Linked DNA regions of Sus scrofa: all the other regions are linked to region 1. Evidence: chromatin contacts called from public Hi-C, HiChIP or PLAC-seq and promoter capture Hi-C data. All regions are on one chromosome and are shown on one strand. Each heading gives the region's core, a stretch centred on a gene start, on an enhancer-like site or on the middle of the called end of the contact. The rest is flanking DNA. Distances are from core to core; before and after follow the strand shown.

Evidence for each region. Promoter capture Hi-C pulls out the DNA fragments that hold promoters and counts their contacts. Hi-C and Micro-C count contacts between places; a contact is called where the count stands out from the background. HiChIP or PLAC-seq counts read pairs in DNA pulled down with a chosen protein or histone mark.
Region 2: a Hi-C map of embryonic fibroblasts shows a contact between it and region 1, with 1.6 times the contacts expected there. The contact joins the enhancer-like site here to the promoter of ARHGEF37 in region 1. A contact is called at or near these places in 19 of 47 Hi-C or Micro-C datasets (alveolar macrophages, embryonic fibroblasts, fetal heart ventricle and 10 more) and 2 of 2 datasets of contacts at active chromatin or transcription factors (alveolar macrophages and skeletal muscle).
Region 3: a promoter capture Hi-C map of fetal liver shows a contact between it and region 1, with 2.1 times the contacts expected there. The contact joins the promoter of GRPEL2 here to the promoter of ARHGEF37 in region 1. A contact is called at or near these places in 3 of 5 promoter capture datasets (fetal liver, fetal skeletal muscle and liver), 5 of 47 Hi-C or Micro-C datasets (differentiating spermatogonia, embryonic fibroblasts, heart right ventricle and 1 more) and 2 of 2 datasets of contacts at active chromatin or transcription factors (alveolar macrophages and skeletal muscle).
Region 4: an H3K27ac HiChIP or PLAC-seq map of alveolar macrophages shows a contact between it and region 1, with 2.0 times the contacts expected there. The contact joins the promoter of PPARGC1B here to the promoter of ARHGEF37 in region 1. A contact is called at or near these places in 2 of 2 datasets of contacts at active chromatin or transcription factors (alveolar macrophages and skeletal muscle).

What each region holds. Positions count from the first base shown.
Region 1 is chr2:150,658,876-150,664,847 of Sscrofa11.1, reverse strand. It overlaps ARHGEF37 (rho guanine nucleotide exchange factor 37), which reads right to left and starts at 2,378. Exons shown (of 13, transcript XM_003124090.6): 1 at 2,302-2,378. CSNK1A1 (casein kinase I) reads left to right here and starts at 2,417. Exons shown (of 10, transcript XM_003124088.3): 1 at 2,417-3,125; 2 at 3,689-3,795. The coding sequence starts at 3,003.
Region 2 is chr2:150,482,875-150,489,157 of Sscrofa11.1, reverse strand. AFAP1L1 (actin filament associated protein 1 like 1) reads right to left here. Exons shown (of 21, transcript NM_001244817.1): 11 at 4,279-4,360; 12 at 3,889-4,041; 13 at 2,450-2,661; 14 at 1-98. The region is part of intron 2 of LOC106509605 (a long non-coding RNA gene); the gene reads left to right. Among named protein-coding and RNA genes, the nearest start is that of GRPEL2, 25 kb to the left of the region's middle. Within about 2 kb of position 2,882, at least 5 of the 83 cell types and tissues checked have an H3K27ac peak or open chromatin away from gene starts, as enhancers often do. A contact at or near this core is called in embryonic fibroblasts, where this site is marked.
Region 3 is chr2:150,509,288-150,514,814 of Sscrofa11.1, reverse strand. It overlaps GRPEL2 (GrpE like 2, mitochondrial), which reads right to left and starts at 3,619. Exons shown (of 4, transcript NM_001244870.1): 1 at 3,527-3,619; 2 at 94-232. The coding sequence starts at 3,603. IL17B (interleukin-17B) reads left to right here. Exons shown (of 14, transcript XR_002342005.1): 14 at 1-1,204. LOC106509605 (a long non-coding RNA gene) reads left to right here and starts at 5,489. Exons shown (of 4, transcript XR_002342012.1): 1 at 5,489-5,527.
Region 4 is chr2:150,821,573-150,827,403 of Sscrofa11.1, reverse strand. It overlaps PPARGC1B (peroxisome proliferator-activated receptor gamma coactivator 1-beta), which reads right to left and starts at 4,066. Exons shown (of 11, transcript XR_002342022.1): 1 at 3,927-4,066. MIR378-1 (microRNA 378-1) reads right to left here and starts at 1,539; the gene lies at 1,460-1,539.

The sequences.
Region 1 (5,972 bases), core at 1,129-3,628:
ACCTACACCACCCCTCACGACAATGCCAGATCCTTAACCCACTGAGTGATGTCAGGGATCAAACCTGCATCCTCATGGATACTAGTCAGATTCGTTTCCACTGCACCACGACCGGAACTCCCAACAGAACATTTCTGATGTTCTCATGTTTTCAATTACTCCATTAACTCACTTATCTGCTACTGATTATGCACAAAGCTGGGTAACAAAGACCTGAGAGAGTGTTTGACATATCCCAAGTCATTCCATTTTTCTACTTATTTGTACCAAACAACTCTAGAGATGGGCAGGCCACCCTTGTGTTTTTATTTTCTCCATTACTACACCCGTCTGTATCTCTTGTGCTTGTCCTTAATCATTTTACTCAAAAGACACCCTGTCTACTAGTGACCTTTTCTTGGATAAGCACTGTGGTTTGTTTTATTTTATTTAGTTATTTTTTGTCTTTTTAGGGCCGCATCCATAGCATATGGAAGTTCCCAGGCTAGAGGTCCAATTGGAGCTGCAGCCACTGGACTACACTACAGCCACAGCAACAAAGGATCCGAGACACTTCTGTGACCTACCCCACAGCTCATGGCAAAGCCAAATCCTTAACCCACTGAGCGAGGCCAGGGATCAAACCTACATCTTCATAGATCCTAGTTGGGTTCATTAACTGCTGAGCCACAAAGGGAGCTCCAACCAAAAAAAAAAAAAAAAAAACCCTTTAAATGTACACCTCACCCCTTACGGTGAACTCCTTAAGCTGAGGGATCCGTCAAATTTGGGGTAGCTATAGTAGAAAATCAGCAGAACAGTCACTATCTCTGGAAACCTGGAAACTTCAAGATACTTAAAACTGATTTTTTTCTGCTCAGCCCCAGCATGCAGAAGGTTTCAGTCCAGGGACTGAACCTGAGCCGCAGCAGTGACACTGCCTCCTTAACCTGCTGCATCAAAAGGAAACCCCAACTTTTTTTAACAAAAGAAAATCGAACGGCAGAGAGTTTTAACTAGGTCGGACACACTTTGGAGTCACCAGTGAAGACTGTCCTTTTGGGGGTCAGGGGGCCTGGGTTTTGTTAGCACCTCAAAACTTCACCTTAAACCTTAGAAGTCTCTTTCCCTCTGTTCTCAAATTCAAGACATTTAGGTTAAAGCTTTATGAATACAAATATTTAAGCCAGAAATAAAGTAACATGGAGAAATCCTAGTCAAGATATCTTTCAGGATGAACTCCATTACTAACTACTTGATCAGCTTTCAAAGTTGCAGTTGAGGTACATTTTTTTCCTGTTTTAATGACATTCTTTTACTTGGGATAGTAAAATAATGCCGCTTTTGCACTTTCACAACTGAGGCTTTGATTCACTCATTCGTCAGCGTTTGACTCAGACTGCAGATGACAGCAACATGGACATTTCTCCTGGGATCATCACCACTAAGCCCAACCGTCTGAGGTCAAATTTTGTAACCCAAAATGTGGTCAAGAGGTGACTCTGTTCAATGTTTTTGTTTGTTTTAGGGCCGGACCTGTTGCATGTGGAGGTTCGCAGGCTAGGGGTCGATCGGAGCTGTAGCTGCCGGCCTGCACCACAGCCACGCCGGATCCTTAACCCACTGAGCGAGGCCAGGGATCAAACTCGCAACCTCATAACCTCATAGTTCCTACTCGGATTCGTTTCGGCTGCGCCACCACGGGAACTCCTGTCCAATTTCAGTAAAAGTTTTTACTGTGTAGAGTTTTAAACGCTGCCAATCTTATGGTCTAATGGTCATTTTTATCCTGTGTTTCTGGGGTCAACAGCTCATTTTCCCACACGACCAGGATAGGGTGTTTCAAGGCATTTGGGAGGGGGATAACTTTCGTTTTCCCCCGGCTGCAGATCTTACTTTCTATCGACCACGTACGTGCCACTACCCATGACTTGGATATTGGGGTTTTCCTCCGGGATCAAACAGCGTCAGCGGGAAGCAACCCGAAGCCCCAGAGCAGCAGGGCTGGCGCCTGCGCCCCTCTTCCCGGGAGGGGAGAGCGGGCCTCCAGCCCTCCGAAACCCTGGGCGGCCAGAGCCGCCGGGCTGCGCCGCGGGAGCCCCGAGCGCGGCTGCTCGTCTCCCGCTCTCCACCGGAGGCGACAGCTCCGCCACAGCGGAGATCGGCCGGAGCCCCGCAAAGAGCGAAAGGGTGAAAACCGCCTCCGACCAAGAGCAAAGGTCGGTACCCAACTCCCCGGGAGGCCTGACGCATCCCCTCCCACGAGCACTGCAGTGACTCCTCCCTAACACGTCTCGAGGCCTGGGCCGCGCGGCCCCTCACCGAGCAGGCGGGTCTGAGGTGACTAACAGGCAGCCGCGGAGGAGCAGCGGGCGACCGGAAGTGGAAGCGGGCGCGGGGCGGGGCGCGGGGCGGGCGCGGCACGCCTGCGCAGTCCGCGGCGCGGCAGTGCGCCTGCGCGCTTGGGCGGTGACGGGGGACGCTCGGAGCGTGGGCCGCGACTCTCACGGATCCGGTTCCGCCCTCCCTCTCGCCGTCGACCCTCGGGGCTGGCGCCCGCGATCCCTTTCCCAGCGTGCTCCGCGCCGTGAAGAAGCGGCTCCCGGGGACTGGGGGCATTTTGTGTTGGCTGGAGCCGGAGCAACAAGATGGCGGCGTCGGCGGAGTGACAGGGGTCCCTCCGGGCGGGAGCTGGCGGCAGCGGGGGCAGCGGGATCGCCGCCCTAACTCACCGCGCCCCTTTTCCAGCCGGCGACGTCGCCGCGAGAGCGAGGCAGCGGCGGCCGCCAGGAACAAGTGGCCCGGCCCGGCAACCGCGAGCACCGCCTCGGCAGCCTGCGGCCTGGCCGGAGGAAGCCTGACAGCCGCGGAGATCCGGGTCCGCCTGGCCGGTTCCGGGCCTGTAGCGCCGAGAAGGAGCCAGCGCCCCCCGGTTCCTGCCGCGCTCCGCGGACGAGCGCTAGAGGCCTCCGTCGTCCCCTAGAGGTGTCGGGGCTTGGCCCCAGCCTCCATCTTCTCCCAGGATGGCGAGCAGCAGCGGCTCCAAGGCCGAGTTCATTGTCGGAGGGAAGTACAAACTGGTGCGGAAGATCGGCTCTGGCTCCTTCGGGGACATTTACCTGGCGATCAACATCACCAACGGCGAGGTAATCCCCCGGGGTGGGGTTCCCGACCGCGCCTGCCCCCCCCCCCCAGCGGCTCGGGCCTTTGCCCCCCGCGCGCGCGCCCCGGGAAGTCCAGAGGGAGCCGGCTCTCCCGGCCTGGGAACCTCCACCGCTGTCCTTCCCTAAAAGGGAAAGAAGCGAGGCAGACGTTGGGGTACTGTGGAGTTTCCCACCTTACTCGGACTTTTAAACCCATCCTCTAAGGTGAGAACGGCAGAATCCCTATGCTTCGCTCTCTCCCTATTGAATTCTCCTGGGGTTCTTGTTCCAATTAGCGCAGCTTCCGATCGCCTGGCTTCTTCAGGACCTCTCTTTACGTTTTCTGGATGAATCATTTTCCTGCACTTTAGAGGACGTGCCGCTTTCGTCACTGCCCCCTGAAGAGGCCTTTGAGGCTGGATGCCTCGTTTTGTAATTACAAAGAGAGCTTTCTCCTCCTGGCTCTACTGCCGGGAGAGTTGGGGCTTTGCTCACGTCGCCCCGTCCTTTCCGAGTGACATTGAGTCCGTAAGGATGTTGATGGCATCATTCCCTCTCCCCCGCAGGAAGTGGCAGTGAAGCTAGAATCTCAGAAGGCCAGGCATCCCCAGTTGCTGTACGAGAGCAAACTCTATAAGATTCTTCAAGGTGGGGTCGGCATCCCCCACATACGGTAAGAGTCCGTGGGCAGACGGCGCTCCTCCCGGGGAGGTACCCGAAAGGGGGATGTGGGAGCGGCGGGGACGGGACCAGCTGGATCCGGCTCTTGAGGTCTGAGTGGCCGGGGTCTCCGTGGACCGTAAGTCACCCCAGTCCCCGAGCAGATCGTCCTTTGCCAACTTAGGCCGCGTTTCGGTTTGCGCACCCTGCTCCGCTTAGCGTCCGTCCGTCTGGCCGCGGTTTTGAAAGTGCGCGGCCCATCTTTGATCCCGACGCGGAAGGGGTGCCTGCTGCCGTCTCCCGGTCGGCTCCTCCGAGGCTGCTGGGATTGCCCGGCGAGGGCCTGAGGCTGCGGGCGGCGGGGCCCGCCGGCTCGGGCTGGCGGAGCCGGCCTGGGAAATGGCTGCTCTTTTGTTGTGTTTTGTTCCAACATGTCTTCCTGCTCCGCTTAGAAAATGGCGGAGCGACGTGACTCAACCGCACGCCCCTGCCCTCGCCTCTGCCGGGTTCACGCCTGAGGCTTCCTCGACGCCCCGGCGGCAGCCCTGAGCGGCTCAAGCCTTTGAAAAGCCGGGATCGGGCTGCAGGCAGTGGTGGGGTTCACGGAGGGGGCTGGCGTGACGGCGGCGGGCTTGCGATCGCCGCCGCAGATGCGAGGTGAAATCCAGTCCCTCCACGGGCCCCTGCAGGGTCCTTTGAGGGGCGCGGAGCCCTCCGGAGAAGGGAAGTGTTTGCTGCCTTTAGTCGTGTCCTAAGTTTGGTGGCTCATGGCAAGGGCAGCTGGAGCAGCGCTGTGTTGAAATGGACTCCGTTGTATTAAAAGAAAACTTAATCATGCAGTTTGCTAAGTAACTAACCTGTTGAGTTAGGTGGTCAGCAACTCCTCATAGCTGGGAATTTGTGGGTTTTTGGAGATGGGATATTGGTGAAGGCAAAGAGTAATCGGGATAAAGGAAGACATTGGCTTCTTTTAAACGGTTAAGTTTAATGGGTTGTAGACTAGTTGGACTCTTGAGATTAAAGAGCCTTTTCCAAGAATAGAATAGTTTGGACCTAGCCCTTTTCCAACAATTCCTCAAAAATAACATTTGCAAAAATATATCAGAGGTTGTTGTGAATTAACCGGAATGGTATTTATTGTAGCCTCTTTTCCTATCCTTGCTTTAATTTCTCAAACCTTGAATTAAGGATTGGAATATATACAAAAATTCTGATGTGGAAACAACCCGAATGACACTATCTTTAAAAAATTTTCAGTGATAATAGACATTTTTAATGAAGAAATGGAATGATACAATGTTCTATTGGTGGGAAATGCTAAAGTAAATTATTTGGAAGAAAATTCCGGGTTTATCTTAGGACGTAAATTTTAAGGTGAAACCTGAGATGATCCAGATTTGAGATTTTCTTAATGGTTCTCATCCCTTAAAAGAAAAACAACAAAACTCTGCTGTGTGGGAAAACACATTTGTTATTGTCAAGAATGAAAATCTTGATTAGAATGTCTAGCTTTTTTCTTCACAAAATAAAAAATGTTATTTTCATTGACCTTAAATTTTTAAACCCCTTTCCCCTTGCATTTATTTCCATCCCTTCCACCTCAGCCCCCAATACTCATTTTTCCTCACATGTAAATATATATAAATATATATACCTAACTTCGCATAAGGTTTTTGAGATTCATCTATGTTGGGTTTTAAAATTTTCACAAGTCAGGTTGAATTTAGTTTATTTGAAATCATTTTCAAGAAGCATTAAGCATTTGGTGGCATTTTCAGTGCTAAACCCAAGTTAAGTGCATGCACTTTTATTTGGTAGCTTTTATTTAGGACAGTACTGATGCAGATCAACAAGGGCAGTAGTTGATATACTGAATAAGCACATAAATAAGTGAAACTGGCTTGTAAGCAAAATTCTAAGATGCTGAGTGCCGAGAGAGTTTGCTAGTTGTGAACTGGGTGGAGCTAAAGAGATTAACCTGACTTTCAAGTTAGGGCTTTCTGGGAGAGGAGATGGGCTTTCAGGATCTGGCTCTAAGGAAGAGAGCTTGGGGAACTGGTTGAGGAGGGCATTCAGGAGTAGGTGTGGCTTCTGGGAAGATTCTGGGAAGGGAAAATGTAGTGCTTGGGTGAGGGTGGGGGAAGGGTGATTGGTTTTAAGAGTGGTGTTGTCTGCGTACAGGGAAAACAA
Region 2 (6,283 bases), core at 1,633-4,132, 180 kb after region 1:
TCCACGTAGTCATAGTGCAGCGCTTCCGGAGTGACCCTGGAGCCTGTCTCCACCAGCAGCAGCCCGAGCCAGCGGCCCATGTCCTCCGAGCAGCTTGCCTGGGGAGAGAAGGCACATGTCAGGCTCACCTTGACACCGTCAGGGCCTCTGGCTGCTGCTCACGTCACCCAAACACAGGTGCAGAGCATACCTGTTACTCGTGCTGCGGTTAGGGATCCGAGACTGGAACGCACACCTAGGCACCCGCGGCGGTTCCCCGCCCCAGGCCTTTGCTCTAAGGCCACCTCCTCAGAGAAGCCCTCCCTGACTGTCCCCTAAGCCACAGAGCCTCGATCGCTACCCTTGGAGACCTCCCGACCCTTTGGCTGTGAAGACACAGTTTAGATGTCCTGAATTTTTATTTTTTTATTTTTTTGCTTTTCAGGGCTGCACCCATGGCATACGGAGGTTCCCAGGCTAGGGGTTGAATCAGAGCTACAGCTGCTGGCCTACACCACAGCCACAGCAACGCAGGATCTGAGCCGCATCTGCGACCTACACCACAGCTCCCGGCACCAACGGATCCTTAACCCACTGGGCGAGGGCAGGGATCGAACCCGCAACCTCATCGTTCCTCGTTGGATTCATTTCCCCTGCACCACGATGAGAACTCCTAGATGTTCTGAATTTTTAAAATACGTTTACTTTTTATTAAATGAGGAGGTTCCTTATCACAACCCATTCAAATTTTTTCTTGTGTTAAAATTGCCAATGATACGCAGAACTGTGTACAGTAGAATCTCCGGGAAGTTGCTGGTCAAGTAAATATGTACTTATGTTCTCATTTGAAGAGCATTGTTATAAAATCGTTAGCACACAGATACTAAACTTGAATTTAAAAAGCACACTTTTTTTGAGAGTTCCCATCATGGTGCAACGGAAACAAATCTCACTAGGAACCATGAGGTTGCGGGTTCGATCCCTGACCTCCCTCAGTGAGTTAAGAATCTGGTGGTGCCGTGAGCTGTGGTGTAGGCCGGCAGCTGCAGTTCAGATTTGACTCCTAGCCTGGGAACCTCCATATGCTGCAGGTGCGGCCCTAAAAAGACAAGAAAAAAAAGCTCACTTTTTGACAGAAAGCTCTGTGTATAACTGAAGAAACAGGAGACCCACCTCAAACTATTAAAGATACAAGGGACTTCGAGAGTCAATAGTTCCTGAAATTTAAGGATGGAGAGGGGCAGTGGGTACTGGACACAGAGAGCAGGACTGAGGAGCCTGGTTTAGTTCCAGGAAGAGACCAAGAGGCACCGCCCTCTGTGGAGCTTTGGATGGAGCCTGGGCTGCACTGGCCTCAGGTCCTCTCTGTAATGGGGGGACTAGTTGCTTAAAGTCTTCCTCCCGTGGAGTCCCCGTCGTGGCGCAGCGGAAACAAATCCGACGAGGAACCATGAGGTTGCGGGTTCGATCCTGGCCCTCCCTCAGTTAAGGATCTGGTGGTACCGTGAGCTGTGGTGTAGGTCGCAGATGCGGCTCAGATCCTGCGTTGTTGTGGCTGTGGTGTAGGCTGGCAGTTATAGCTCCAATTGGACCCCCAGCCTGCAAACCTCCATATGCCGCGGGTGTGGCCATAAAAAGCAAAAAAAAAAAAAAAAAAAAAAAAAAATTTACATTCTAAATAAGTGAAGGATTGGCGTGTGAAAAGAGTTTCTGTGTACTCCGCGTGACCCCAGGGAGGAGGGCTGGTGCCAGTGGGTAGATGTGACCAGGCGTGGGCGAAATGAAATCACATTTTCATTCAGCCATTTGTTCAGCAAATAGGACTGAGCCCCTGGTATGTGCTCGACATAAGGCTGGTTCCGGAAAAACAAAAATATGCAGATCCGGTGTGGTTGCTGCTTTGCTGGAGCTTGAGGATTTCAACTCCGTGTAGAGAAAATCTCTGTGAAAATGGAGTTGCTTGGTGGGAGGAGCAGCTACCTGGCAGGGCCGTGGGTCATCCGAGGTGGAGAGTTACTGGTGCAGAGTGTTGTAGAGAGGGTTCCAGAATCCGATCGGGGTTAGATCAGGCTAGATGCCTTTCCGGGGTGGGATTATATTTACAGGGGAGAAGGAGCCAAGCTTGGGCCTCGGGTTGCCAGATGTAGCAAATAAAAATGCCCAATTCCCTGTTAGATCTGCATTTCAGGTCAGCGACGCACGCGTGTGTTGGTAGAGGCAGGTCCCCAGTGTGGGATGTCCTTACTTACAGAAGAAGAATTACCTGCTGTCTGTCGGACATTCAGACTTGAGCAGGGGCTGCGTAGTTTAACGGGCGCCTCTGCTGATCACTTGGCAGCATCGGCTGACTTGCTTCCCCTCCGACCTTGGCCCCCACAGCCTCAGGAGCCAGGCCCCTGGACCAAAGCCCGAGCCCGGGCCCAAGCCCCCGTCCGCCTCTGCCACCAAGGCCCCGCCGTTGGCCTCTCACCTCCAGGATGGCGACCTCCTGCCGGTCGCGCAGGATCCTGAAGGCAAACGGGTGTCTGGGCCCGAAGCCCGGGGCCACCTCGCAGCCGCGCAGGGCAATGGCGTTCACGTGGGTCCGCAGGTCCGTCCGGTCCTTGTGGAAATACAGGGTGCTGCCCTTGAGGCGGCACCAGCGTTCCTTCCAGCCGTGGTTCACCAGCACGTTCAGGTGACCTGCGGGGGGCACCAGCAGGGTGACTCCCGGCGCTTGGGGTGCTCCCGGGCACCGAGGGCCCCCAGCTGCAAGGAAGGCCCGCTGGCCCGCGGCCTCAGGCACCTGTCCGCTGTCTGAGTTTCCGTTTCCTGCCTGTGCCGCGGGGGTTGAGCATCACCCCTGCACGGCCCTCAGGCAGCAGCGGGCGGGCCGAGGAGGGCGCAGCTACTGTATGGAAAGCTGAAACCACAGCTCTTGCTGCTGCCTTTGCTCCTGAGATGCCCCGCTATCCCTGAGGACACAAAGTAGTGGCTGATGCTGACCTCTGGTGGCAGCACGTGGGAACCAAAAGCCACGATAAATTATGCAAGCAGCCAGGGCGAGGCTGATGGCTGAGGAGTTAGAATCCCCCCTCGATGTTTTAGATGTTAGTTTCCTTGTCATCGTAACGTGTCCCGATCCACCTGAAAATGTTTCTTGATAGCCATATGCTTTTCTAATACTCCTTCTGGGTTATTAGACTAGTACTGCGTATCTAAAAAATAAAATTTCCTGTTGGATCCCAGTACCTGGAGCGCTACATTTATGTTTTTCTTTCCAAACCATTTTTAATTCATACTGAATGCATCTATTTGTTTATTTATTTATTTTGCTGTCTAGGGCCGTCCTGGCGGCACATGGAAGTTGCCAGGCTAGGGGTTCAGGTGGAGCTGCAGCTGCCGGCCTACACCACAGCCACAGCCGTGCATCTGCGATCTACACCGCAGCTCACAGCAGCATCAGATCCTTCACCCACTGAGCGAGGCCAGGGATTGAACCCACATCCCCGTGGTTCCTAGTCGGATTCGTTTCTGCTGCGCCCCCATGGGAACCACCCCACGCCCTTTTCTTTTGAGTGCATTTATAATAAAAGTGCTTACGTATTTTTACCCAAGAATTATCCGTATAAGACTGGGCCCGAACTGAAACACTTGGTGGATTATACATGCGAAGGTCAGAGCGTCTCCTTCTGTCCCCACAGAGGAAACCAAGGCCAGGGGCTTTTGGAGCTCAGCTCCCCGACTGCGTAGACAGAGGAGCTCAGCTGGCCTTTCCTTCTGTCAGGCGCCAGGGGCCCACGGAGAAGCGAGGGCGGGCCTGGCTCACTCAGGGTGGATGCCAGCCATCCGGGAGGAGGCGTCCGCGCTCTGCCCGGGGAGCCCTCAGCAGCAGGATCTGCGTTGCCTCCCCGCGTGCACGGTACCCACCACAGCACGGGACTTCCTCCTCGGCAGCGGACGCCTGCAGGGCTTCGGCCAGCGCCTTCTTCTTGGAAAAGCTGATGATGCGGGTGATCTTGCGGCCGGCAGCCTTGCTCACTGACCCCTTCAGCTCCGACAGGCTGTTCTTCTTCCCTTTGCCTGTGGCCATGGCAGCGGGTTAGGGGAGGCGGGGGAGCCCCACCAGCCCGCTAGCCTTCCCGGCAGCCCCTCAGCCTGCACACAGGGCCTGGCCCACAGCTCCAGGCGAGCACAGACCAGGTCCCATAGCCAGGTGTCCAGAGCGGTCAGGACCTGCTCTGCCCTGTGCGCTTGTGGCAGTGGCCCCCCCACCCCCAGCTCTGGCATTCTCCCGTCTGAGGCCCCAGAGGCTCCTACCATGTTCACGGCCAAGGGTGGAACAGCTGTCTCCCAGGCCCAGGCTGTCGGAGTCTGAGGTCTGCTTCTCTTGGGACGGCCTCTGGGGAGGGACACAGACAGCCGTCATCAGCGGGCGCGCTCAGATGGGCCCCTGTGCTGGCCCGTCTCCCCCGTCCCTGCCCACGAGGATTGGCCCCCAGGTGTGTTACAGACTCGCGTGCCCGATGCCAGGTGGCATGAGGAAGACGGCAGTGGCCTAAGGGGGTCGTGTCCTCCGGTCCCAGTGTATTCGGGGAGCAAGGCACTTGATTATAACGGACTGCGATGAACCTCCTCGGAGTTTGGACCCTATTTGGTGGCTGATGGGAGCTGGGAGGGATTGAAGTGCAGCTCACGCGCTGGTTTTGGAAGCTCCCCCCAGCAGCTCGGCGGGGATGGGCAGAGAAGATGGGAAGCGAAAGAGGCACTCGGAGTGTCCCCCAGTGCAAGAGAGACTGACAGGGGTGAACCGAGCACCCTGACCGTGGAGGCCAGCAGGTGCGTTGGCCTCTTCACCTTGGCGAAAATTGCAAGGATCACTTGGTGACCACTAAACACGAGTGGTGATGAGAGAGGCGTCCACGGCAGTCCTCGCCTGGATGGGGAGGGTGGTAACGACACACACACACACCGTGGCAGCAACTTCACTGTCAGCCAGGCTTATTTTCACTCGTTACGCCAGCTGTGGACGCACCATTCCTTTGCCCATCTATCCAGGCATTCATCCCACCAGGTACCATGGGAGTGGTGCAGTGTAGACAGATGCAGAGTAGACACACGCAGTGCAGACAAATGGACGGTGTAGAAAAATGGACAGAGGACAAATGCAGTGTAGACAAAAATGGACAGAGTAGACAAATGGACAGAGGACAAATGCAGTGTAGACAAAAATGGACAGAGTAGACAAATGGACAGAGTAGACAAACGCAGTGTAGACAGATGGACAGAGTAGACAAATGCAGTGTAGACAAATGGGCAGAGTAGACAAACGCAGTGTAGACAAATGGACAGAGTAGACAAACGCAGTGTAGACAAATGGGCAGAGTAGACAAACGCAGTGTAGACAAATGGGCAGAGTAGACAAACGCAGTGTAGACAAATGGGCAGAGTAGGCAAACGCAGCATAGACAAATGGACAGAGTAGGCAAACGCAGCATAGACAAAAATGGACTGAGTAGACAAATGCAGCATAGACAAAAATGGACCGAGTAGACAAATGCAGTGTAGACAAATGCAGAGTAGAGCAGTGCAGACAAATGGACCCTGGAGAAATGTGGCCTCTGCCACCAGCCATCCGCGATGGGAATGCGGGAAAACGCTCTAATCTCCCCACGGCTGCTCACTTGAATTCACACACCCCTGTTGGGGTGCTGCTGGGAGGCAGACAAGCCGGCCCAAGTGAGATCCTGTGGCCAAAGCCCGTCGCGTTTCTCTCCGCCGTGCGGTGCACAGCCGTCTCCCTTTAAGGAGCCAAGCGGTGCCGCGGACTCAGGACAAGGCCAGCATGACACCTGTCCTCTTAAAAGCTGTCCCTGCGGGGCTCTGCGGCCCCTAGAGCTTTCCGCCGGCGCGACCAGAGCAGGCCCGGGGGCGTCTGCCGTGAGCACAGTCCCGGGGCGGCGGGGGAGAAGGGGGCCGTGAGCCCCCCGGGTCCTGAGGCTGGCAGGGGCCGCGGGCGCCGACAGCGTCTCCTGTGAGCCGCGAACCAGAGGCTGCGGCGGTGCTGGCTGTGGGGCGGGAACGGCCCGGCCTGTGTCGGGCGGGGAGGCAAATGCCAAGAACGGCTGCGAGCACTGGGCGCCGGCTCAGTGCCCACGGCGCTCGGGTCCCAGGGGCCACGGTGGACGGGCACCACTGCTCATCCCCATGCGCCTCTGCTTCAAAAACGCCCCGAACGTTCTAGCCGCCCGCTCAGCCCAGGATGGCTCCTCGCTGGGGGCTTGCTCCTCTCCCTCCGGCGGCAACACGCTCTCAGCTGCCCCGC
Region 3 (5,527 bases), core at 2,370-4,869, 150 kb after region 1:
GGAAACTCAGTTTAAACAGCCGACTGAAAACCCTTACAGGGATGTTGAAACCAGCGAGACGACAGGAACGCAGGTGACGCGCAGTCTACTCACGGTCAAGTCCTGGACTTCCTTCTCGAGTTTAACGGCTCTCAGCTTCAAGGCTCGCTCTGTGCGCAGCGGCGGGTCCTCAGAGCCGCAGTCCTCGCCGGCCGTCCTCTGGGTGGCGGTGCTGAAAGGCAGCGGCCGTGCCCTGGAGCGGGAGGGGGTGGCACCTCATGGAGAAAGGCCATCCCGAGCGGCCAAACGGCAGCCGAGGTCCGAGACGGAAAGGCTCCCCAGATGGACCCTCTGGACGAAGCGCCTTCAGTTTCGGGAACAGCAGGAAGACTCACGTGTACCTGCTCGCTGCCGCGGCTGTCAGAGTTTTACTTAAATCACCTTTTCAACGCACGGCATGCGAGAGAAACGGTATTCTCACCCCTATTTTCTTTCTTTCTTTTTTTTTTTGTCTTTTTGCCATTTCTTGGGCCGCTCCCACGGCATATGGAGGTTCCCAGGCTAGGGGTCGAATCGGAGCCGTAGCCACCGGCCTACGCCAGAGCCACAGCAACTCGGGATCCGAGCCGAGTCTGCAGCCTACACCACAGCTCACGGCAACGCCGGATCGTCAACCCACTGAGCAAGGGCAGGGATCAAACCCGCAACCTCATGGTTCCTAGTCGGATTCGTTAACCACTGTGCCACAACAGGAACTCCCTCACCCCTATTTTCGAAGCAAGAAAACCGAAGCTCAGAGAGGCTTACGACTTGCTCAGTGTCTCTGAACTGGGACACTGAGCATCAGGCAGTAGCAGCAGCCGGAAGCAGGAACGTAAAAGTCAGCAAGAGGAGATCAAATTGTAACACCTAGAGCCAGCAGGGCACTCGCGGGAGCTAGAAGCACAAGGCCGTACAATTCAGGTTCGGTCCTTCGCTTTATTGATGGGGACAGTTACGCCCGGTAAAGGCACCTCGACTTGAAATGAGGCCTATAATTCTAACACCTATTTGATCACAAGCTCTTGCGTACAAGGCTTTTATGCAAGAGAACGTGCGCTAAGAGAAGATGAGTTGGGAACTCGCCTATGTGGAGAATCGAGTCAATTAAAACTTCAAAAACGTTTACTGTAAGTTGTGGACTGTGACATGTAAACAGGTGAATAAAACAGATCTTTGTATTCAATTACGTTTGTAATCTAAGATTGTGTACAGCTAGAATGTTTGGCACACAGTTCAGTTTACATAAAAAATTCAGAGTAGGGGCTGGCTGGTTGACCTTGGACTGTAGCAGTTCTCACCTCTTGTTCAAGGACATTTTCTGTCTGTGTTTCTTTTTGTTGAGTGGCTGCATGCGAGGCATATGGAGGTCTCAGGCTAGGGGTCTAATCACAGCTGTAGCCTCCGGCCTACACCAGAGCCACAGTAACGAGGGATCCGAGCCACATCTGGAACCTACACCATAGCTCACGGCAATGCCCGATCCTTAACCCACTGAGCAAGGCCAGGGGTCAAACCCGCATCCTCATGGATGCCCGTCAGGTTCATTTCCACTGCGCCACAGCGGGAACTCTGGGGATGTTTTCATTATACCTCCTGGATCTTCTTAATTTGGTTTGAGGTAAAACCATCAAGGAAATCTGTGAGTGCAAAAGGTTTTTTAAAACAAATAGTTTATTTATATAAACTGGCACATGCTGAAGAGTGGTCACTGCAGTGAAATAGAGGCGAAGGCGGAAAGGGGTTAAAGGAGTCTGCGTCCAGAAAAGGAAGCGGGACTAACAGAGGCTGTGGGCAGGACGACTTTTCCCTTCCAGTCCCGAGTGCGGCTGTTAGATCTGGTGTCATCACACACGGTTACACATTTTTAGTTCAGAAAACGTGGTCACCACAGATCTGGGGCACATCACACGGGGTGAAATCTTTCCCCCTAAACTCCTAACAGATTGCTTTTATCCAACTGAAAGTAGATCAAAATGTCCCCAGGGCCAGTTCAAAGAGAAGATGGCCAAGTCCACGTCCTGAAAAAGACGGGAGTTGTGCAGGTCCCACTGTGGCTCTGCCGGTCAGGAACCCAATTAATATCATGAGGATGCAAGTCGGACCCCTGACCTGGCTCAGTGGGTTAAAGGATCCTACGTTGCCTCAAGCTGTGGCACAGGCCGGCAGCTGCAGCTCCGAGTGGACAAGCCCTAGCCAGGAACCTCCATATGCTGCAGGTGCAGCCTTTAAAAAAAAGGGGGGGGGGTGGAATTGTAGCAGATTCCTTCAATTCCTACTGTTTCAGGAGGCGTGGGGGTAGAATTTTATCAGGAGGAGCCATTTTTCTTCTGATTACTTCCCTACACCACAAACTGCAAAAAAAGACTTCAAAAAAAATCTTCGGGAGTTCCCATTGTGGTGCAGTGGTTAACGAATCCGAGGAGGAACCATGACGTTGCGGGTTCGGTCCCTGCCCTTGCTCAGTGGGTTAAGGATCCAGCGTCTCCATGAGCTGTGGTGTAGGTTGCAGACACGGCTCGGAGCCCCCGTTGCTGTGGCTCTGGCGTAGGCCAGTGGCTACAGCTCCGATTCGACCCCTAGCCTGGGAACCTCCATATGCCGCGGGAGCGGCCCAAGAAATAGCAAAAAGACCAAAAAAAAAAAAAAAAAGTTCGACAGCCTCTCACCTAGAATTCAAGCTCTCACCCAGGTGCTTGAGCGGGGTGCTGGATCAAGAGTGTTCAGATAAAAGGCGACAGACAGTTATGCAGAATTCCCAGGTTTCACCGCAGTTTCATCCACTCTTCAGAGCTCCTACCTTATCCCCCCCCTTGGCAACTTTTCTTCTTTCCCATAAAGAAACTGTCAACGGGGAACTGTCCCGGAGTAACTAACACCGGTCACTCAAAGGACCATTCTAGGGCCCTGACTGATTTCCAGGGCGGCTTCCACCCCTTCCCGAGCATTTAGGTTTGCAGACGTTGCTCGGCTCTTCCAAACCTGTTTCCCCAAGGAAACGGGAGAACAGAAAGAGCCACCAGAGTTCCGCGACCAGCACGATAAATGACCCAAAGACCCGCGGCCACCGCGGATGGAGGCAGCAGGCGGGCCTGCAGGCTCCCGGGGGCGGGTGGAAGGGCCGTTCGGAAGGACCGAGTCCTTCCTTTAGCGACAGGTGAGGCGAGGAACGGGCAGCCGCCGGCCGTCGGGGTCACGCTGATAACGACCGGCCGTCAAGGTCACTCGGCGCAGAGAGAGCCCCTCTCCACCCGCAGACCCCTGAGCCGGGGCGGAGGCGCGGGCGGCCCCTCCCGGTCTCGCCGAGGAGCTCCCACCCCGAGGGCGCGACCTGGCTCCCTCCCTCCGCCCCGGGAGGCGCGGCCGCCGTCCGCCGTGGCCCGCCCTGCAAGCCGGGTGGGAGCGCCAGGTCGTGGCGGCCAAGGGGCTCGGCGGGCCCACGACCGCCCCTCCGGCCCGCTCGTCCGGCATCGCCGCGCGTCCTCCACCGCCCGCCCGCCTCGCTTACCTGCCGTCGGACGCGGCCCTCGCCGCCAGGAGGGGCCGCACCCGCCCTCGGGCCGCCCACAGGCACCGCGCGGCCATGTTCCCAGCGCGGGAGGAGGCCGCGCACGCGCACTGGCCCCGAGCGGCCGGCCGCGCTCGCTCCCGCCGCGCTTCCCGGCGGCCTCCGCGGGCGCGGCTGCCTCTGGGCCCGCGGGAACCTGCGCTTCCGGCGCCCGGGCTCCGCGCGGCTCGCTCCCCGCCTCCCCGGCCCGACGCAGCTCTTCCGGGGCGTGTTCGGCGCGGAGGGTGGGCGCCGGCCCGAAGGGCGCAGGCTCCGGGCTGGCGCCGCGTGTGCGCGGACGGAGGCGTGGCCGCGGTGCCCTCGTGGCGCTCACGTGCGGGGCGCCCAGCGAACAGGTGCAGACGCGGGAACCCTCGCGGGAGGCGCGGGCTTGGCCGGGCTCTCCCCGGAGAAGGCACTTTGAGCCGAGAGCTGAGGCACCAGGCGCGGGTGGAGGGACGCGGCTTCTCAGAGTCAGGAGGGCGAGGGTCGCGGGGACGGGAAGGCGGTGCTGGCGGCCCCGGGACGCCTTCCCTCCGAAGCCCGGCCCCCATCTCCTGTCCCTCTTCCCCGCCGTTTCCCCTCCAGTCCCTCCCCCTTTCCACCTGACTTACTGAATTTGAAAACTTTTGTGTGTTTTCTCATTTCCCCCTGCTGACATGTAAGCTCCATCACGGCAGAGGCTTCTTTTCTTTTTTTGTCTGTTCATAACTTAATGAACACTGCCCTCGTGTAGTTCACATTTTTTGTGTCTCGTGAACTTGAGTCTTACTGGGTTTGCAGTGGGGTCACGATGTCTCCCGTGTTGAAGGGGTCCCTGCTGTGTAGAGACTGGTGCGGGCAAGGAGGGGCGTGTTCCTTGGCGGGGTCGTCTCACCAGAGGGTCAAGTTTATAACCAGCTCTTCTAGAGGAGCTACTATTGTAGGTGTGGTCAGGGCTTTTCTGGCGTTTTGTTTCCCAGCGAGGGTATGGGCTCCATGAGGGTGTTTATCTTGCTCACAGCCTCTTTCTGACACCTCGTGCACATGATAGATGCTCAGATATTTGTCGACGGCATTACTGAAGTTGGGTGGAGTCCGCGGAGGTGGGAAGTGGAAGAATTTTAGATTTGCTCTGGAAAACCGACAGGTGTGGCGAATGGACTGGTCATTGCGGAATTGCGGCTCAGGGCCCTTGGAACTGCCAGGCTAGTTGCTGGGTAGTCCCTTGTTATCGACTTATCTATGTTTTTTCCTTTTTTTTTAAGGGATGCGAAGTGTGCCTTCAGTATTCTGCTCTTCATCATAGCATGGTTTACTTGGCCCATAGCTGTTTAGGTTAAGTTTTTTTTCCTTGCATGTCTGTGCGTTGCTTAAGGGTAAAGCTGGCGTCGTTTGCATCTTTATGTTACATCCAAGGCCCAGCTGAGGTCTCTTGTAACGAGTACCTACTGTTCCTTCTGGCTTTAGGAGCAGAGCAGCATGGTTTCAGGAGCAGCTGTGATCCTCTTTCACATATGAGGCAACAGGCCCAGAGAGGCTGGTCAGTTTGCTCAAGGACCCCACCGAGGATCCAGTGATAGTAGAAATTTGGTGGTCCAGACACTCGGCAGTGTTGGGGAGGATGGAGCTTCAGGTCCACCTTAGACCCACGAGCCTACACTTTGAAAAGACCACCGAACCCGAGCTGACATCCATGCTTTAGCCATTTCGTGAACACTTCTCTTAGCTGAGTTTCACCAAACGTGCCGCACACCTGGATCCACTCATCCATCCGCTTAGGCGGGGCCGGTGTGCTTCTGAGTGCTGCCGTGCGCGAGGAGCGGGGACCTGAGGGAGATGGAGCCTTGGAACAGGAGTGGGGGGGGTTTAGGGTCAGACCCCACGTGTTCAGGTGCTGGCTCCACCCCTTCTTGAGTTAGTTACCCACCTCTGCGGCTTCCGTTTCCTGAACTGTGCAGGCTGGGATAACAACCTGTCTCC
Region 4 (5,831 bases), core at 2,817-5,316, 160 kb before region 1:
CCCAGCCCACACTCCGAGTGCAAATGAGCTCCATCTTTCTGGAAGGCACCCTCCAGAAAGGCTGCTGACCAAATGCATGTGTAGCTCCTTGACAGAGTAATCTCATTTCTAGGAATTTAGATATATACAAAGACAGTCATTTCCGCGTGGCTCATAACAGCAAAAAAAGAGAGAGAAACTACTTAAATGACTACCAATAAAGGATGAATTAAATGCATTTTGGTTCAATCCATGATACTATGTAACTGTTAAGATACTAAGTAGAAGAATTATTGATACAGAAAGATAGCCACAGCATAATCCTTTGAAGGGAAAAAAGGCAAGTTTAAAAAACAGTGTGATTCCACGTTACAATTAGCAGATAAAGGACGGCTCCATCTTTGTACAAAAGACACAATCGAAAGGACTCAATAGGCGAAGAAAGTGTACATGAAAAGCAGCAGCGGTTCCGTCGGGTAAGCTCACGTGTTTTCCATTCTGTCCTTGACGCTGGCCAGTGTTTTCTAACAATTCTGTAATTAAATATTTTCAATGATAAGGGGTTGGGCCCGATGATTCATCAGGTTCCTGCCAACTCGACATTTTGGGCATCTATGATTGTCGTCCCAAGCAACCAAGCGACTTCAAACAACCCATATTTAGTGTGGCCTCCGGAGCCTCGGCCGCTGCCCACAGCTGCAGCCCTCTGCATTCCTCTCTCCCCAAGCTCGCCGCCCAGCTGTCCCCTGTCCCCCCCTGGCCGGCCTAAGAGCTGCCCTCGCCTGCAGGTCTTGTGCCCAGCCGAAAGCCGAGCGAAGGCACTCAGCACGGTAACAGGTGCCACGAGGGCACAAAGAGATGACAGGCACGACTCCTCCGGTTCCAGAATCTGCCTGGGACACGGGGCTCACGCACCAAGGGCTCGGTTGTGCAACGCGGCCTAAGGAAACCCGAGGGGAGGGAGCAGAGTGAGCCGGGTCGGGAGGCCTGCCGGCTGCAGGAGAGGGCGATGCAGGCCAGGGGCGAAGGCGAGCGGAGGGAGGCCCACCCGGAGGCCTTTGGGACACACGCCCCGAACCCTTCCAAGAAGCTTTCGCAATCCTCGGCCTGCTGAATTTCGGAACTCTGACCTGAGGAGGTGAAAGTTAAGTCTCCTCAACAGAAGCTCTCCCTCTGGCTACTCCGGATTAGCCGCCAAAGACAGGACTTGGGGAGAAAGCTGATCAACGACCTTTTTCCTCACTCTTCCCACCCCTTCCCGAGGGGGAGATGGGGGGCGAGGGTCAAGGAGGGGCTGGGGAGGGGGGGGAGAAGTGGCAGCAACAACCGGACATCCCGCATGCAAACAGAGCTCACCCCCAGCGGCCACGGGCTCCGACTGCGGGCGCCACCAGCCCCATTTGACAGATGGCGGAAGGGAGGCTGGGAGAGTCCAAAGGGCTGGCTCCGGGGTCACCCAGCCAGAGAGCGGCGAAGGCGACTCCACGCAGGCCTTCTGACTCCAAGTCCAGTGCTATTTCCAGGCAACACACAGGACCTGGAGTCAGGAGCCCTGGGTGGCTCTGTCACCCACTGGCTGCGTGGTCCTGTACCGGCCGCGGGGCTCTCACAGCCTCTCTCCCCAGCTGTAAAATGAGCAGGCCCGCGATGGCCCGCCCAGGTCCCCTTCCGCCGGCTGGCTGAGCCTTCTAGGGGCGGCGGCAAAGCTCCCCTCTCAGTTACATTTCCCAAGTTGGGCCGGCAAGGATCACCGAAGCGCCGCGGCCCGTCACGTGGTTACATAAAAAAAGCCAACGTCCCAGATTAACTTTCACTGCACCGCTTCTGCCGCTACCTCATTACCCAATTTTCCAGGTTCCTTGGGTGAGAGATCCCTGCTGGGTAGGCCCGCCGGGCGGCTGAGAGGGCCAGTGATGAAGTACTGGTGAGCCAAAGAACACCGAGGATGGAGTGCGAACCGGGGGTCGGGGCCAAAGCGGACAAGTGTTTGCTATGGGGCTCCGGACTCTTCCAAGTCTCCTTCACCGGCGTCTTGGCTGAGAGGTTTGGAGTCACCCACCCAGACCAGCCCGAGGGCCGAGGACAGAACGGTCCCAGCGGCAACGGTGCCCCGGCCCCCGCCTGCCGGCTGGGGGGCTGCGGGGGCGGGGCGGTGCCGGGGCTGGGCACCGCCTTGGGCGCTGACACGGCCGCGGGGCGAGCCACGGCCCCGGTGCCCGCCGCGGGAGCTCCACCGCAGTTTCGTCAGAGGTAAAGGTACGCGCCCGGCGCGCGCCGCGTGTGCACACAAACACAGCCTCGCGCGCGCGGACCGCGCATCGCCCTCTCCCGCCGGCCTGGCCGAGCGCGATCACACGCCCCCGGCGCCCTCGGCCCCTGCCCGGAACCCACCCGAGCGCGCCGCCACCGACCACGAGGCCCCGCGGCTCCCTGACGCATGGACGTCCGCAGCGGGCACGGGCTGGCCTCCTCCCGCGCGTGGCGGGCTTCCTCCCGGCGACAGCCCGCCGTGCCGCGCCGTCCCATCAGCCAGCGGGGACTCGCCCGCCGGCGTCCGCCCAGAGCGGAACGTCTCGGCTGCGGCATCCCCTCGGAGCGCGTCTCGCCGCCCGGAGTCAGCGCGCAAGCCTCTCCCCGCCCACCGGGTCCCATGACAGCTGCTGCCGCCCAAAGACAGGCGGATTCTAACAAGAAGCAAAGTTTCTCCCTCCCGCTCTCCCCTCCCACTCGCCCGCCCCCCGCCTCCCCCTCCCTCCCAGTGTTATGCAAAGCAAGCCGGCACCGGCGCTCCGGCCCCAGGTACCAAACCGGCCCTCGCGAGCCGCGCCCGGTTGCGCCCGGCGGCCCCTCTCGGCGCTCGGGCGTGCGCCCGCATCCGGGGTCTCCCGCTCGGCTCCGCCGCGTCCCCCGCCGCCCGGCTGCCCGCAGCGGGGCGCCCGCGCGGAAAGCCCTAACTATGGGGCCAAACTTTAAGCTCGCAACAGGCAGGGGTGGGGGACAGCGGGGAAGGGGCGGGGGGCGCGCACGCCCCGCGCAGGCATGTTCGGTGCCGCGGGGGGCAGCAGCACCCCCCCGCCCGCGTCTCCACGTCCCCGGCTTCCTCGCTCCCCCCTCCCGGCACACCAAAGCACCCTCTCCTGTCACGCGCGTGTCGCCGGTGGGGCTCCCAGGCGCAGCCGGAGCCCGGGACGCCGCCTCGCCTTCCCTTCCCCCCCGCACCGCCGAGCGCGCACCGGGGCCGCGCGCTGCAGGGGGACCCAGGCGCCCCCACACCGTCCTCCGCCCCCATCCCGCCGCGCTCTGGCCCCCGGAGGCTCCGCCGAGTAGCGAAAGCAGGAAGGTGCTATCCCCGCCCGCACGTCCACGTGCCCCACAGACCCCCTACGCCCTCAGCGGGCAACTGGCAGGAAACTCCGCGCTGCGGCCGCTTTGGGGAGCCTCGGGGGGGCAGCAGCAGAACGCGGGGTATCGGAGACTGGGGAGGGGGGTCAGGGGACTCCGGGGACCGGGGCAGGCGCCTGTGCCCGGGCCACAAGTCCACGTGAAAGTACGGCGGCAAGTGCCGAGAGCCTGAGGGCGCGCCTCCCGCACCCAGAGCCAGCCTGAGGGTCCCGCACACCTTGGCGCGGCTCCACCTCCCAAAGAAGCGTGCAAACACCCCCCCCTCCTCCAGCACGGCCGGGGCGGGGGGGGGCCGGACGCCCAGCAACCAAGGCTAGACCCTCCCCAGCAGCCGTGGCGCCCCCAAGGCTCCCGCCTGCTCGGCGGCCCCCCAGCTCCCCGTGACCCTCACGAAGCGCATCGCGGGGTGCGCCGAACAGGGCTTCTGCACCCCGGAGCCCCGGCCCCCCAGTGCGCCCACCGCTGCCGCCGGCCTCTGCGGCTGCGGCAGCAGCCCCCGCGGCTCAGCCCCGCTGGCCTCGGGCCCGCGGCCCCGCCGGCCGTACCTGCGCGTCGGCGAGATAGTTGAGGAAGAAGGAGGAGAGCTCTTCGTCCAGGAGCGCGCCGCAGTCGTTCCCCGCCATCTTCCAGCCGCGGCTGCAGCGTGCGGCGGAGTCAGCGCCGAGCCGGCCGCGGGGGTGGGGGGGCGGGCGCGAGCGGCCGAGGGAGGCGGGCGGAGCGAGCGCGGCCGGCGGGAGGGGGCGGAGCCAGGCCGCGGCTGCCGCAGGGCCGCTGGCGGCGGGGGCGGGGCCGCGCGCGGAGGGCGCCCGCGGGGGTCTCGCCCCCCCTCCCCGCCCCGGCGCGGCGCTGCGCCGCGGCCGGCGCCGCGATCCGCTCCCGCGGGCCCCGGCCCGGGAGGAAGGCGCCGGCAGCCGGGCGGCTGTGCCCCAGCCGGCGGCCTGCCGCCTGCGCAGCAATGCGGGCGGCCCAGCGCTCCGGCCGGAGCGAATCACGTTGCGTTAGCGCTGGGCGGGTCCGGAGCCAACCTGCTTCTGCTCGGCTGGGAAAACTGAGGCCCGAGAAGGCAGAGGACTTTGCAGCCTCGGTGTGTTGCAGATTGCAGGGCAGACAGGCAAAGCCCCGGTCTGACGGCCCCGGAGGCTTGAGTTTGCCCAGCAGGGCTGCCGGCCAGAAAGGGAGGAACACCCTAGGGCCAAGGCGGAGAAATCAGGGAAGGCTCCTCGGAGGTGGTGGCTTTTGAAAACTCTTTCCATGGGAGATACGCTGACCAATATTCTAAATGTAACCATCTCTGGCTCTCAAGGCTCCTCTCATTCCCTAGTCCTCCCCTTCCCCCTCAAAAACACCCCCAAAACTTCACTGACTTCTCTAACCATGGCCCACAATGCCTTGAAGCAGCCAAACTGCCTGCTTCCCCAGGCCCACTGGCCTCCTCCCTGGTTGAACCATCTCACAAGCGGCCTCCACACCCTGAGTGGTAGCCCACATCTGCCCTGCGTCCTTCCCCACTGCCCCGCAGACTGTCGGCCATTGCCTCTCCCCTACTCCCACCGGGCTCCCTTACACCTGCAGGCCTTTTTTTTTTTTTTTTTTTTTCCTTTCCTAATTTCTAATAATTCCTTCTTTTTTTTTTTTTTTTTTCCTTTGGCTACCCCAGCATATGGAGTTCCCAGGCCAGGGATCAGATCTAAGCCTCAGTCGTGACCTGCGGCAACGCTGGACCCCTTCACCCACTGGGTTCGATCCCGCATCCTGACACTACAGAGACACCTCTGATTCTGTTGCACCCCAGCGGGAACTCCAGATCTGCAGGCCTTTAAAACATTGGTAACGGTGGCATTTTACATTAGTGTCAGCAAAGATTTAATCTTCACTACTAAACTTCCTACTACACTCGAAGACCCATGAAAGCAAGGCCTGAACCTGCTTTTGCGCATGCTGTGTCTCCAGTGCCTGGCACATAGTAGGTGCTTAATAAAGAAGGTGTTAACTAAAAATTCCAGAGGATTTTGATCTACCTGCTGTTACCACCACCACACACAGTATAGATAAGGAAACGGCCCAGGGTCAACACTGTACCAGGAGTGAGTGCCAGAGCCAGGACCAGAACTCAGACCTCCTGACGCCAACCTTGAACTCTCATTGTTATGCCTCGCTGTTTGCCAGGCAGGAGATGAGGGCACCGCCTGGGTAAAGGCAGGAAGGCGGGAAGATTTCGGCCTGTTTTATTGGGCCCTCCTGCCTCCTGCACACACAGGGCTGCCCCACCCTGCCTGCCCTGCCTGGGCTCCCTCCCAGCCAGAGGAGGAAGCAGGGAGCGTCCCGAGAGAACACCTGCTCAGACTTGAACACCCCATCGAGAGCTTCCTTCTTCTCCAGCCTGAGGTTCCCAGAACCGGCAGGGTGTAATTTCAGTCTTTGGGCTTCAGACGAGGGTGCCTTAAAGGAAC